Linked DNA regions of Mus musculus: region 1 is linked to region 2. The links are chromatin contacts, called in public promoter capture Hi-C maps. All regions are on one chromosome and are shown on one strand. The core of a region is the stretch at or near the end of the contact, and the rest is flanking DNA. Distances in the headings are between cores, read along the strand shown. Region 1 holds the start of Ccdc8 (coiled-coil domain containing 8). Region 2 holds the start of Ehd2 (EH-domain containing 2).

The links. Capture Hi-C pulls out chosen DNA fragments and counts their contacts.
Region 1: a promoter capture Hi-C map of pancreatic islet shows a contact between it and region 2. The contact joins the promoter of Ccdc8 here to the promoter of Ehd2 in region 2. A contact is called at or near these places in 1 of 39 promoter capture datasets (liver) and 1 of 9 other capture datasets (pancreatic islet).

The regions. Positions count from the first base shown.
Region 1 is chr7:16,992,612-16,997,038 of GRCm38.p6, forward strand. Ccdc8 (coiled-coil domain containing 8) reads left to right here and starts at 1,291. Exons shown (of 1, transcript NM_001101535.2): 1 at 1,291-4,427. The coding sequence starts at 1,977. The coding sequence ends at 4,034.
Region 2 is chr7:15,964,728-15,969,575 of GRCm38.p6, forward strand. Ehd2 (EH-domain containing 2) reads right to left here and starts at 2,808. Exons shown (of 6, transcript NM_153068.3): 1 at 2,693-2,808.

The sequences.
Region 1 (4,427 bases), core at 41-2,540, 1.0 Mb after region 2:
AAAGCCTAGTAGACAGAGGCTGAGGCAGGAGGATCCCTGAAAGTTTGAGGCCACGTGGGATACATAAACTAAGAACTGAGGGTACAACATCTCTGTGATCTTAAAGGTTTTTTTATTTTTAAGAAAATTTTTTATTTAAAAAATATATTTATTTTATGTGCTTTGGTGTTTTGATGTATATCAGTGGGGGGGGGGTGTTAAATCCCCTAGAGGTGGGGTTACAGACATTTATGAGCATTATGTGGGTGCTGGGAATTGAACCCAGGTCCTCTGAAAGAGCAGCCTGTGCTTTTAACCATGGAGCCATTTCTCCAACTCCAAGAAAATATTTTACTTTAAAAACGTGTTTATCGGGCTGGGCATGGTGGCGCACGCCTTTAATCCCAGCACTTGGGAGGCAGAGGCAGGTGGATCTCTGAGTTCGAGGCCAGCCTGGTCTACAAAGTGAGTTCTAGGACAGCCAAGGCTACACAGAGAAACCCTGTCTCGAAAAACAAACAAACAAACAAACAAACAAACAAAACCCGTGTTTATCGTGTGTGAATTAATATATGTACAATCTGTGTATAGGGGTGCACATGTGGAGATTGAACAATAACTTTGTAGAATTGGTTTTATGTGGGTTCTGGGATTGAATTCAGGCTTTGGGGAAATGTTTTTACCCATTGGGTTATCTTGTGTGCCCCTTTTTGTGTGCATGAATGTCTTCTCTCTCTCTCTCTCTGTGTGTGTGTGTGTGTGTGTGTGTGTGTGTGTGTGTGTGTGTGTGTGTGTACCACGTATATGCAGTGCTCACAGAGATCAGAAGAGGGTATTGGATCCCCTGGAACTGGAAATAAACAGGGTTTTGAGCCATCGTATTGGTTCTGGGAGTCAAACCCAGGTCTTACATAAAGGTAGCCCATGCTCCTAACCATTGAGCCACCTCTAGTCCCATCCCCTTAATTTTAAACGCACGTTCATAATTGCAATAGCCTTCAAAGGATTTGAGCCATCAGCACTCGCACCTTTTGGGCTTGCACGTCTAGGATGGCAGGTTGGGGGACCCGTTGCCTTTTGGGAAGGATGATGACGTGGGTTTTGGCTGCAGCTAAGGGAAGCCCTGGCCCCATTGAGGCTCTGGGGGGCAGCCACACCTCTGTGGGGGAGGAGAGGGAGGCTGCCCTGAAGGGGAGTGGACAGCCCCGCTGCCAGTCTTCCCAGGCTTAGAGTGTAAGATGAGAAGGAGAAGGTGGGCCTCACCCAGGAGGGGAGGGCGCCCAGAAACTTCCTGCGGCTCTCAGCTCCACCACAGACTGAGCGCAAGGTCAGTTTGGAGCGGGTGGCAGACTGCCTGGGGGCGGGAGACCCTCCTCGGGGCTGGGCGGAGGCCTTTAAGCACCTCGCCATATTGAAAGGCCACGCTGAGCCGTCTTTGTCTGCAGAGTCCTCCCAAGAACTTTCAGCTATATCCTGGTGTCTGGGGCAAGGGAGAAGCGATCGGAGCTCGTGGGACCCCAACTTGGAGCCGGGACACTGGCGATTCCAGTTTGGACTGAACTTTGAGCCTCGGGAATGAGCGTGCTTCAGTTCATGTAAGCATCCTGGAAAACTGCTTGCTACAACTCCGAGGGGGTTGGGGAAGCCAACTTGGACTTGTTTCCTGAAGAGAAAATTGTAGGGAGGAGACACTCTGTGCGAGCAGAGTTGCTAGGACTGTCCACCGCCCCCTCCCCAAGACTAGCAGCCAAGTGTCTGGGCTTTTTGCCCCCACTCGAGCGTCCACGCTGGAGATCTTAAAGACTCTCGAAAAAAGCCACGTAGGGGGATGGTTCCCCTGGGGCTTCCTTCCGTCTCCCGATTGCCTGATCCTCTGGAGTGTCCCCGACGTCTGCAAAGATGTCGATCTGGACGTGTTAGTGGAGGCCTTAAGGCCTGTGGGCACCTTTAAGAAAATCGGAAAGGTGTTCCGCAAAGAAGAGGACTCCACGGTGGGGATGCTGCAGATTGGGGAGGATGTTGACTATCTGCTCATCCCCCGGGAGGTCCGCCTGGCTGGGGGCGTGTGGAGAGTCATCTCCAAGCCTGCAACGAAGGAAGCTGAGTTTCGGGAGCGGCTAATCCAGTTTTTGCAGGAGGAGGGCCGCACCCTGGAAGATGTGGCCCGTATCATCGAAAAGAGCACTCCACACCCACCCCAACCCCGCAAAAGAACCAAGGAGCTGAGAGTGAGGAGAGTCCCGCAGATGGTCACTCCTCCACTTCGGCTGGTTGTAGGTACCTATGACAGCAGCAATGGCAGCGACAGTGAGTTGAGTGACTTCGATACCTCCAAAGTCAAAGGCAACAGGAGCTCCTCCGGGAGGACCAGGAAGGTGCGCAAAATGCCGGTCAGTTACTTGGGCAGCAAATTCCTGGGCAGCGATGTGGAGAGTGAGGATGATCAGGAGCTGGTGGAGGCCTTCCTCCGCCGTGGGGAGAAGCCCAGCGCGCCTCCTCCACGACGCCGAGTCAATCTTCCAGTGCCCATGTTTGAGAACAACCTGGGGCCCCAGCCATCCAAGGCCGACAGATGGAGGGAGTATGTTAGCCAGGTGTCCTGGGGGAAGCTGAAACAGAGGGTGAAGGGCTGGGCACCCAGATCAGGCTCCGAGGTGGGCCAGACCCAGCAGGCCTCCACAGCAGCTGAGAGGGCTGGAGAAATGAGACACAGCCAAGCCAGCTCGGACGATGATAGCTCCAGAAACACAGGAGACCGGAGTGACCAGATGCTGGGTACTAGACGCTGGAAGCCCAAGATCAAGTGGGTTTCCCTGAGACGATGCAGGAAGGAGCAGGTGCCACCCTTCGCTCAGGGAACAGGCATGCCAGCTGAGGAGCACCCAGAGGCTGCAGAGAACCAGGGGGCAGAGGCTGCAGCTAACCAGAGGGCAGAGCCTCTAGCTAGTCCAAGGGCAGAGGCTGCAGCTAGTCCAAGGGCAGAGACTGCAGCTGATCCAAGAGTAGAGGCTGTTGCTAGTCCAAGAGCAGAGGCTGCAGCTAGTCCAAGGGCAGAGGCTGTAGCTGATCCAAGAGCAGAGGCTGCAGCTAGTCCAAGGGCAGAGGCTGCAGCTAGTCCAAGGACTGAGGCTGCAGCTAGTCTCAGGGCAGAGGCTGTTGCTAGTCCCAGGGCAGAGGCTGCAGCTAGTCCAAGGGCAGAGGCTGCAGCTGATCCAAGAGCAGAGGCTGCAGCTAGTCCAATAGCAGAGGCTGCTGCTAACCAGAAGGCAGAGCTTGTAGATAGTCCAAGGGCAGAGACTGCAGCTGATCCAAGAGCAGAGGCTGCAGCTAGTCCAAGGGCAGAGGCTGTAGCTGATCCAAGAGTAGAGGCTGCAGCTAGTCCAATAGCAGAGGCTGCTGCTAACCAGAAGGCAGAGCTTGTAGATAGTCCAAGGGCAGAGACTGCAGCTGATCCAAGAGCAGAGGCTGCAGCTAGTCCAAGGGCAGAGGCTGCAGCTGATCCAAGAGCAGAGGTTGCAGCTAGTCCAAGGGCAGAGGCTGCAGCTAGTCCAAGGGCAGAGGCTGAAGCTAGTCCAAGGGCAGAGGCTGCAGCTAGTCCAAAGGCAGAGGCTGAAGCTAATCTGAGGGTAGAGGCTGCAGCTTATCTCAGGGCAGGAGTCCCACCTGACCAGAGGGCAGAAGCCATAGATAGTCAGAGGGCAGAGGGCCCAGCTAACCAAAGAACTGGTGCTACAGAAAATCAGAGGGTGGAGGTCCTAGCTGACCAAAGGGCAGGGGTCCTCCATGACCAGAGGGAGGAGGCAGGACCTCAGGGTATACAGGAAGCCTCAGCTGGTTCGGGATCTAGGGCCCAGAAACAGGTAAAGACAGTGAGGTTCCAGACCCCAGGACGCTTCTCATGGTTTCGCATGCGCAGGAGAGTCTTCTGGCACACTCCCAGGTTGCCAACCCTGCCCAGGAGAGTCCCCAGGGCAGGTGAGGCCAGGAGCCTCCGGGTACTAAGGGCTGACATCAGAGCAGATGTGGAACACAGAGAGCAAGAAGAACAGCTGTAAGGGAAGCCCAGTGCCCCTGCCCCCTGCCTGCCTTTGTTAGCTACTGGGATGCCTCTCTCCTTTTCAGGTTCCTTCTCTCTCCATGTTTGAAAATGGGGGGGGGGCAGGGGTGAGGGGTCAGGCAGCACCGCCCACACCTTTCCTCCCCTTTCCACCCTCATTCTCTAACCTTTCCTCTTCTTCCCTCTCCCTTTCTTCTCTCTCTTTTTCTTTCCTTCTGTCTCTATTTTTTATTTAAGACAGAGTCTTGCTATGCAGCCCCGATGGCCTGGTGCTCCATATATAATTGGCCTCAAACTCACAGTAGTCGTCTACCTTAGGGCCCAGAGTACTAGGGTTACAGGTGTGTGCCTCTACATCTGGCCCCAATGACCCTCTTTTGTTTTGTGTTGT
Region 2 (4,848 bases), core at 1,558-4,057:
AACATATCTTCACTGACATGGCTCGCTCGATGCTGCAGGAGCTATCATCCAAGATAAGAGCCATAAAGTCCAGTTGCCTTCCAACCAGAGCCCACAACTGAGGGCCTGGGCACCCAACAGTTAGTGATACCTGCAGAATTCCAGGCATCCAGAGGGGGCATGGGAAACTGACCACGGGGTCAGCAAAGGCCTGGGAAAGGCTGACTTCTGAGCTTCTTTGTGGAGCACAGGCAAGACAAAGGTCTTACGCAGAGGATGGTATGTACAAAGGCCCAAGGGTGGGACAGGCTCTTGGGGGCTGGGAGTTGAGAATTGTCTGGTGGGGATGCAGTGCCAGAGGGATGAGAAACAAGGCTGTAGAGGCTACCTAGGTGCACCCAGGCCAGGAGGAGTCTTGTCATTGGAAAGATGCGTGAAAACTATAAACCAGACACCGTGCCAGCTCATATTTGGGGTGTGATGCTAGAACAGAACCCAGAATCTTGAGCATGCTAGGCAAACACAGTAAAGCCAAGCCATACCTGAGCCCCTCACTGGGGGATTCTAGGCAGGGCTCTACCACTGAGCCACGCCCCCGGCCCCTCACTGGGGGATTCTAGGCAGGGACTCTTAATCACTGAGCCACACTCATAACCCTGTGCCAGCTCCCTTAATTTTCATGACTACCTGGTGGCTCTACCATTACCCCCATATTAGGTCTTTTCTTTTTTTTTTTTTTTTTTTTTTGATTTTTCGAGACAGGGTTTCTCTGTGTAGCTCTGGCTGTCCTGGAACTCACTCTGTAGATCAGGCTGGCCTTGAACTAAGAAATCCACCTGCCTGTGCCTCCCAAGTGCTGGGATTAAAGGCGTGCGCCACTATGCCCGGCGGTCTTTTCTTTTTGATATCATGTCTTGTGTATTTCATGATGCACTTGAACAGAGGATAATCTTGACCTTCTGGTCTTCTTGTCTCTACCTCCCTAGCTCTGAGCTTACAGATGTGCACTGGCATGCTGACTTTTATCCTGAGTTGGGGGCTAGAACCTCAGGCTTCAAGCAGGCTAGGCAAGCACTCTACAAACCCAGCTATTCCTCAACCTTACCCACACTGTTTCACGGAGGAAACTGAGCCTCAGGAAGGCATCAGTAGCTTGCACGGGTTCATCGAGCTGGAAAGCACTCCAGCTGGGCTCCCATGTTAGGCCTCAAAGCTTAGGGGGAAAGTTGTCACCAACCTTGCAGTAGTGAGCACCCCTAAAGCCAGACCGTGCTCTCTGTAGTGCCTCAATGCCTTCACGAGCCTGTGGTGTCTGGGTTGATGCATCTCCTGGCTGTCAGTAATAGTCTCTCCCCTTGCTCCATAGGTAGACGCTTATTTTAGTGACTTTGAAGAGCCAGCTTTTGGTCAGATTGGAGTCTCTAACTGTCATTCCTCACAGAAAGAATGGAGGGCTCCTTAGAAGAGCAGCTGTCCCAGAGCTGTGGCTGTGGCTGTGGCTGTGGCTGTGGCTGTGGCTGTGGCTGTGGCTGTGGCTGTGGCTGTGGCTGTGGCTGGGGCTGTGGCTGTGGCTGTGGCTGTGGCTGTGGCTGGGGCTGGGGCTGGGGCTGGGGCTGGGCCTGGGGCTTGGAGGTTAGGAAGGAACAAGCCAGTCTGAGTCAGCTCAAAGGCCACCCAGCACTCAGCCTGAAATGGCTCTCCTTAGCCAAAGATGAGACAATTTTTCCTTTTTTTTTTCTTTTATTAAAAATATTTTATGTGTCTTTATGTATGCCTGTGTTCCATGTTCATGGCCCCTTGGGGGCCAGAAAAGAATTTTGGATTCCCCTGGACTGAAGTAACAGATGGTTTTGAGCTACCATGTAGGGCAGAGTGCATATCTGTAATCTCAGCACTAGGCAGGCAGACACAAGATTAGAAGTTCGGGACCATCCTCTACCTCTACCTCTGGAAGAGCAGCCAGTTCTGACTCTCAGTGAACTCTCCACCACCAGCTTCCTCTCCGACATCCCCGCCCCCTACATTCTCACTATGTAGCTCTGACTGACCTGGACCTATGTAGCCCAGGTTAGCCTTAGACTGAGATCTGCCTGCCTCTGCTTTCTACATCTTGGGGTTCAAGGAGTGTGCCACCATATCTGACTCAAAGATGGGACAATTTAAATATCAAAACAAACAAACAAAACCCCAAACGTTGCAAATCAAAATATAAAATCATTGTGACTTAAAGGAAAAGGGAAGAGTGGAAAGAAAATGGATTGGAGGGGTGGGAGAAATAACGGACGGAAGAACCTGTGACATAGATGAAGAGAGGGAACCCTGGAAATGTCCCAGGCAGGGAGGCAGCTGAGGGGCATCTCAAAAAGGGGTGGCTGAAGAGTCTATGCACTTCGAGAGGCAAGAGAAGGCTCTTGGGTGGCAAGACGGACCAAGGGGAGCAGAGATGGGTGTGGAGGGTAGAAGGCCACTTCAAAGGGGGAGTCTTCAAAGATGAAGGCTGGGTAGGGACTGGGAGAACTGGGGGAGGGGGAGGGGGAGGGGGCTATACGGAGTACTAAAGAGAGGCTGGGGAGATCTGAGGAGGTTGAGGGAAGATTTGAGGAGGGGTGGGGGTAGTCCTGGAGTGTGGGAATTGGGAGCGACTGGGACGGAGAGTGCACAGACTGTTACAGAGGGGAGCGAGGGTGAGAGGTGGGATTTGGGGAGCACTCACCAGGGATCTGGGGAGCGCAGAGCAAGCAGCCCGAGCTCTGTCCTGTCCGCAGTGGAGTGAGACGGGTGGGGCCGCGTGCGCTAGGAGCGGCGAGCAGGGCGGGCCCCAGGCCCCCTGTCCTAGCCCGCGCCAGCCTCGGGCGCCCCCTGGCGGGCACTGTGAAAACGCGCACAGGTTCGAGCGTGCACTCCTTAGTTCAGTGTGAGCCCCATCCTCCAGCTTTTGGCTCCCTCTCTTAGCAAATAAGTTGACAGAGGCTGCAGCAGGCCTACCAATAATTTGTCTGATCATAGTGGTGCATGCAAGTTTGAAGCCAGCTGGACCGCGTGGGGGGGGGGGCGGGGATCCTGTCTCAAAAATAACTGTAACAACAGTAATTTTAAAATCTTAAGTACAAGACGGAAGAGTTAGATGGTCAGCATTTAAGAATACTGACTGAGCCGGGCGTGGTGGCACACACCTTTAATCCTAGCACTTGGGAGGCAGAGGCAGGCGGATTTCTGAGTTCTGAGGTCAGCCTGGTCTACAAAGTGAGTTCCAGGACAGCAGAGCTATACAGAGCAGAGCTATACAGAGAAACCCTGTCTCGAAAAACAAAAGCTAAAACAAAAAAACCTCCACCCCCCCCCCAAAAAAAGAATACTGACTGCTCTTCCAGAGGACTTGGATTCAATTCCCAGCACCCACATTACAACTCACATTACAACACATATTACAACAGCTCACAACTGTCTGTAACTTCAAGATCTGACACCCTCACACACACATGTGCAAAGCAGGCAAAACACCAACACATATAAATAAAAGTAAATTATTAAAATGTAAGTGCACAGGCCCAATGTGGTGGCACAAGCCTTTCATCCCAGCATTTGGGAGGCAGAGGCAGGTGAATCTCTATGAGTTTAAAGCCAGCCTGATCTTCATAGCAAATTCCAGACCAGCCAAAGCTACGTAGTAGAGACGCTGTGTATCTACTATAAAAACAACCAACCAACCACCACCAACACCACCGCCACCAACAAAAACACAAGGGGGAGAAACCTCAAGGCCATGGGGCTAGGGATGTGGCTTAGTTGGTACAGTGCCCATCTAGGATACATGAAGCCCTGAGTTCTATCGCCAGCACAGAATATGCCCAGCACGGTGGTGCAGGCATACACTCTCAGCATCAGTTCATAGACACAGCACACGGGGTGGTAGTTTGAATAAAAATGGCCTCCGTAGGCTCATAGGGACTGGCATTATTAGGAGCTGTGTTTTTGTTGGAGTAGGTATAGTCTTTTTGGAGGACGTGTGTAGGGGGTAGAGGGGGGACATCGAAGTGTCAAATAATCAAGCCAGGCCCAGTCTCTCTCTCCCTGCTGCCTGCCAACCTAGATGTACAACTTACCTCTTCAGCACCATGTCTGCCTACATACCTCCACGTTTCCTGTCATGATGATAACAGATTGAACCTCTGAAACTGTAAGCCAGCCCCAATTAAACGCTTTCCTTTATAAGAGTTGTCGTGGTCATGGTGTCTCTTCATAGCAATAGACACCCTAACTATGACACATGCCTTACTTTATTTTGGCATTCTAAAATAGAGTCTGGACACTAAGTAGCCCAAATTACCCTCACGATTCTCCTGCCTCAGCCCCCCACACACATAGGTGTATGCCACCATACAAAGCAAGCAAACGGTTGCTTTTCTGAAAATGTCGCCTGCCCACAATGACCACTTTCCAGACTGCTGGGATTACAGGTGTGTACCACCATGCCCAGTTTATGGGATGATGGTAAAAAAAAAAACTTAGGGCCTCTTGCATACTAGTCAAGTTTTTTTCTCAATTTATATATATTTATTTACATTTTTAAGATTTATTTTCATGTGTATCGGCAACAGGATGAGAGTTGAGCCTTTCAGAAGGTCTCTCCTGGCTCTGAGTGCCCCGGACAATGATCCACGAAGCCAATCAGACAAGACCTTGTTTTCAGATGTTACCAGTGCATCAACCTAGAAGCCCAGTCCTAGGTATGTGTATGGGTGTGTGGTGATTTGAATAGTTTTGGGCCCTGGAGATTCATGTATTTCAATGCTTAGCTTTAGGGAAAGGCTCTAATAGGAGGTGTGGCCTTGTTGTAGGAAGTGTGTCACTGTGTAGGTGGGCTTTGAG